2 separate regions of the Zea mays genome follow, and region 2 is linked to region 1. The links are chromatin contacts, called in public Hi-C maps. All regions are on one chromosome and are shown on one strand. The core of a region is the stretch at or near the end of the contact, and the rest is flanking DNA. Distances in the headings are between cores, read along the strand shown. Region 1 holds the start of LOC100281588 (purple acid phosphatase). Region 2 holds the start of LOC100383433 (Phox (PX) domain-containing protein).

What was found. A called contact is a pair of places that touch in the nucleus more often than the background predicts.
Region 2: a contact with region 1 is called in a Hi-C map of endosperm, with 3 times the contacts expected there. The contact joins the promoter of LOC100383433 here to the promoter of LOC100281588 in region 1. A contact is called at or near these places in 5 of 25 Hi-C or Micro-C datasets (bundle sheath, ear, endosperm and 2 more).

What each region holds. Positions count from the first base shown.
Region 1 is chr9:99,579,134-99,581,933 of Zm-B73-REFERENCE-NAM-5.0, forward strand. LOC100281588 (purple acid phosphatase) reads left to right here and starts at 1,380. Exons shown (of 10, transcript NM_001154507.3): 1 at 1,380-1,549. It overlaps LOC100277198 (ER membrane protein complex subunit 7-like protein), which reads right to left and starts at 1,067. Exons shown (of 7, transcript NM_001407177.1): 1 at 845-1,067; 2 at 699-742. The coding sequence starts at 942.
Region 2 is chr9:100,100,104-100,102,903 of Zm-B73-REFERENCE-NAM-5.0, forward strand. LOC100383433 (Phox (PX) domain-containing protein) reads left to right here and starts at 1,473. Exons shown (of 10, transcript NM_001176083.1): 1 at 1,473-1,810. The coding sequence starts at 1,691.

The DNA of each region.
Region 1 (2,800 bases), core at 130-2,629:
CGTAGCAACGCGGATATCCACAAATCAAGAAAACTAGTTTAGTGGTGTGGAGAGACAGAAGCCAGACAAAAACATATCAGAGCCCCTCCAATTGCACGCACCTTATCACAAACCATGCTGGCATGGCATCATTCTATCATAAAAGAAAGATCTTCTTGCAAATTCATTAGGTTACTACACTGACATTAGCAGAAATCAAAATATCAACAACAGAATTTCTACATCTGTATACTCCCCTTTTTTCGGACAGAACACAGCTGCTGATTCATTTTAGTTTGCATTAAACACCAGAGAACAGGAAAAGCACACACACACTTGCACAATTCAGGGCTGTACTTAAGTTTGCAAGCTATAAGTTTAGTTAAAACTTCACAAAATCATTTACCATGGATGATCCTAAAACCAACAAGCAGCCGGGCTCTCATCAATTTGCGTCAGTTCAACATTCAGTAAATGCTTGCATACCTCTAATTTCCTAGCAATCAAAACTGCTTCAATAGGCAGCTTTAGTTACATGAATGAATTGTTTGAAATCCACACAAAATACAGGCATATCCAGCAACCAAAAAGAGCACTAAATCGAAACTTGCAAAAGATATACCCCAGAGCAACATCAGGAGCAACTAATTTAGAACTGAGTGACACTTATACAATCCCTAAACGATGCAAACCTAGGCAGTGGGAGCTGGATCACTTACCATCGATCTTGACGCGGCCGGCGATCGTGTAACCCTCTCCAGACCTAGAGCCACCAACGACAAGCGCCAAATCGGGAGAGCGGTCAGCAAAGCATCCGGCCGATCGGATCACGGAACGAGCGTAGGTGAAGGACAGGGACACCTACCCGGCTTGATGCGCTGCCGCGGTACCGAGGCAGGCCGATGTGACGGACACGAGGAGAAACAGGAGCAAGTGCCCGTGGCAGAGGGAGGAAGCGGCCATCGTCGCCGTGGTCGTCGTTGCTCGTCACGGTCGCCGAAGGCCGGAAGGGGGCAGTAGAGCTGGTCGGCTCGTCGCGGCCTTTTTCGGTTTGTGATGTGACGGATGGTTGCACTTCGGTTCGGTTTATTCTCATAGTGGGCTTCGGTCGAGCTCTTATTTTGGCTCAAACGCAATGGGCTCTATTGGGTCTAGTTGGGCTAGGCTAGTGATCTATCCTATCCTGATGATCAGATCCGGCCCAGAAAACCGTGGAATCTGTCAGGTGACGAGAGGAGAGAGAGACGGCGGCGGGCCCGCCGCCAACCAACCTTAATGAGTGTCGCAGTCGCAGGTGGGACCCGTTTGTCAGTTATGTGACTCATCCCGGATTCCCGGTCCAGGCTGGCGTCGCAAATGAGTGGGCTGGGCTCTTATATTTGCCGTTCCGTCACGGCTTTGCTCGCCAAACTGACTGATTGTCTGATTGTGATTGCGGCAGCACCGCCGACCACGAGCCCGCCGAAAGGCTCCTCCGCCTGCCGTTCCAGGGTGCACTGCCGCCATTGCTCATCTCCCCGTGGTGCGGAGGTCCACCCGGGCGCCAATTGGTCTCCTCTTTCGTTGGCAGGTAATCCTAGGACGGCCTCCGTTTCTCTGAAGAGTTGTCTCGCTTGCTAGCAGATCCAAATCTTGTCTGTCTCTGTCTCTGTCTCTACGTTGGTTCGGTGTGTTGTGTACTGGTGTACTGCGTGGTGCCCTGTTAGTCCAAATCCATTTATCCATATTTTGGCTAGGTTTCTTTGCTTCTTCATCAGGCTCAAGATCGACACTAGTTGGCTGGCACCACACTACTTCTTGAGTTCTTGGTGCCCAATAAATCGGGGATACAACGAAACTCGTGCGAACTGTTGTTCGTGCAGAACTTATTATAAACAAAATCAAACACTTTTTGCAAAGGTTATGTGTCCTGAGCCTACTGATGTGTTAAGAAAAAATCACTCAGAATTACTACTCTTGTTAAATGGATGGTGAGTATGAAATCCCAAGCAGAAATGAATTCAGTTGTTAGAATAGTTCCTAGTTTCTGCTCACCTTTAGCGCATCAAGAAAAAACCAAGTAAAGAGAAAGAGGTACTGTCGTTGGAATTGAAGTGCATGTTATCAGGTGCCTGAGACTTATTTGTCTTCGTTTGTCCTTCCTCATCTGCACACTTGTGCTGCTCCGTATGTTCTTTCTTCTATTTGTTTGCTCTTACTATTTCTTGAATGACAGCTCTACGGCCAATAAATATGTAGTTTGGCCGTGTTCTCCTATTCGGTTTTTTTTTCACACTAGAGTACGCGCTGTAGATTTACTTAAGATGGTTGTTTCTATGATTCAAGATTCTTTCTATCCTTTTTTAGTTGGACTACAATAGGTTCCTAGTAACCTCGAATGGTTATGATCTATATTGTCATGGGTAGGGTCCACCAGACTAATAGCTGGAAAATTGGATGTTTTCCTTTTCTATGAGATATTCTAAAAGATTCTTCCTTCATTGGTTTCTGCAAAAGACTTGCCAGCTACTTTTACTATGTAATAAATGAGTAATCATATTTGCATTTAAGGGCGATGTGTCATGGTTTGGCAATATCACGATAATAAGGCAACGTTAATGTTTCTTTAGCCATATTCTGACATTGTATTTAAGACCGCAGTGATGATATTAGATTCTTAGGCTAATCGTGTTAATACCAAAGAATCGAACTAATCAGATCTATATGTTCTGCTGTTCTTACACAATTTAATAACTTTAGTTGCTATTCTTCAGTTCTTCTGACCATGTCTTGTGTGTAGTAGTAATACAGCGTTGCTGGTTCATTGGTATAATATTTCTGT
Region 2 (2,800 bases), core at 223-2,722, 520 kb after region 1:
GGACATGCTCGGTTGGACGAACCATCGTGCTAACGTTGATGCCGGAGGAATTCACCAGAGCTTAGCTGACAGAAGAGATAAAGTACAATCCCAGTCAAGCATGCGAGTCAACTCATCAGAGAATATTTTGCTGCCAGTGAGGCCATCTTGAGAAGCGACTGGCACACTGAGGCTACTGGCACCTCCGGTACGACGCTGCTAGTAAAACTTATTTCACCCTCCTATAGGAAAGGGAAGAGACAATATTCTTTCGTATAAGCAGACATAGAGCCAACATTCTTTCGCATAAAGTTCTGAACCGATGGCTATGAACTATTCTAAAAATTGACTTGCTAATTTGCATATGGATATATATTTCATTATGACGTGAAAACAATTTGCAAGTATGTATGATATGTTGTTTTACTAAACGACTTGACCAATCTATATTTTTGGTACAAAACGAATAAAAATTAGTTATCATAGTTATAATTGATATTAAACGCAAAGAAAATCATACAGCGCATCGAGGTAGCAAACTCACGTAAAAAGTATCATGGTTGGCCGGAACACGACCCGGTTTTAATTTTCCCCTATTTTTTTATAAAACTCTATATTATACTTGATTATAAATTATAAAACGAAAAATGTGTGTGTCATGTTGGCTAGACAGATGTGAGTTTAAAGCAAACAACCATGATTCAAATGACATTCACATTTACATACTTGCACGACTGTGCACATGCAAGCTTTGCATGGAGCGAAGGCGTTTGCATGCATGGTTGCATGCACCAATTTAGTTGCATACTTGCATGCGTGATTCGTGTGTGGGTTTAGTGGTTGCATGCAGACTGGGACCGGCTGCATGTGTGGCCACGCACGGGGACGCCGCAGACGCCAGCAGAGGATTGCATGCAGACTGAGGCCGGTTGCATGCGTGGCCACGCACGGGAACGCAGAGGATTGCATGCATGCATGTAGAGGATGGAGCGGGGGCACGGATGTGGTCTACATTAAGCTCTTAATAGTTAGTAGAGATAAGAACTTAGCCAGAGGAGAGACGAGTGGTGTGGACTGTGGGGGATGTAGCGGAGCGAGGAGGGAGGGAGAGCAAAGAGTGCAGGAATCGCACATACCGGAGCGGAGGCGGTGTAGACCACCGTGGACGCGTGCTCTCAGCCCACGGTAAAAAATAACGGAATGAGTATATAGAAAAATAGAATATATTTTGAATTCTATTTCTACGAAGTTAGTATACCAATAGAATATAATTGGATTTTTGCCACTCACAACGTTGTCTTCTTGTTATAATTACCACTGTGTCTATGAATTGTGGGTCCAGCTGTGTCTATGAAATGTGGATCTGATGGCAATTTTACAAACCTGTTTGTTGCTGATGACAAATATCAGAATCTCTCAAAATGCGAAGCGCCTTGTAGAAGAAAATCCAAATTTCTGCACCACCGCGGCGGAACCAACCGTGGCAGGGGACGGCCAAGGGCGGTCGCTGCCTTGCCTGGCGTTGACAGTTTGATGCGACCGCGGGAGCGTCCGCCCGACCGCCACCGCGTCCGCCTCAGCTCCCCTCGCTTCCCTCTAATTTCCAGCCCAGTAGTAGGGAGACTAGAATCGTCGGCGCGACGCCTTGGCAGATTCGTCCGCCCCGATCCCACCACCACCGTGCCCCGCGGGTGACGTCGGACCGGCGGCGATGGCAACGTCGGCGGCGGCGGGATCGCGCAGGAAGGCGCCGAGCCCTCCGAAGCACCGCCACGACGGTACCTCGCCGCTGCCTCTCGGCATGGACTGGAGCCCTCCCCCGAAGAGATGGGTAAGCGCCCGCCGCCCGCGACCCCCCTCTCGCATCTCTACTACCCAACCCCGTCGAGGTGCACCGTCCGGCTCGTCTTGATCCATGCACCGCTATGATCTCGGAGGCAGATGCGTGCCCCGCCAGCTACGTTGCTACCTGCTGGGGAGACCGGCGATCCCACCTCAAGGGCTAGATTTGATGCTGGTTCAGTCCGTTCTGGGGACGTAGATGTGTTTTAGTGTATTGGGGGTTGTCGATCGTGGGCAGGCGTTTTCGACCTGGATTTTGCTGCAGCTGAGTAGCGCGTGCTAGTATTGGGTCCAGGTATCAAATGTGTGCGTTAGGATCTGCAGTAAAATTCGCCAAAGTAGAGCGACCCGTTGTGCATGGTTGCTGATTCAGTAACTTAGAGCTTTCCTTCGATTAGGGTGTTAGATTTCTCCTGTTTAACTGGCAAACAGTAGAATAGGGACTTGACACGTTAGTTTACACAGTGGGATTGGATGAGTCGATTCCATTTTTCTTGTTCACTTTACTAGGATTTTGTATTATGTTTCTCTTGCAAGGAGTTGATTATGAGTTTCATGGTGTACTTCTGCTGAGTGGTCTTGAAAAAAATCAGATGTACCCAGCTTCAAAATATTGATTGCCTTGTTAATAAGTAGGTGTCTTGTGTCTTCTCTTCTGTGGAGTCTTGAGTGTAGCTTTGCTTACCTGGAATATAGGTGCCAGTTGTAATTTAGCTGCTTGATGTTTTGATCCTTTTCGTGTTATCATTTTAATTTCTTCCAATGCTGTCCCAATGGTCACTACTTCTGCCTGAAATAATTCTGCATGCCTATTGGGCAAAATTCACTGATGCATGCATATGTGGCAGAATTTCCATGAAAAGCTGCCCGTGTTCTAACAAGAAACATTTCATCTACTCACTGTAGTATTTGTTTCCACACAACTCTGAAACTATCCATTGGTCAATACATCTCACAGGCTCATTGCTTATTGACTGCA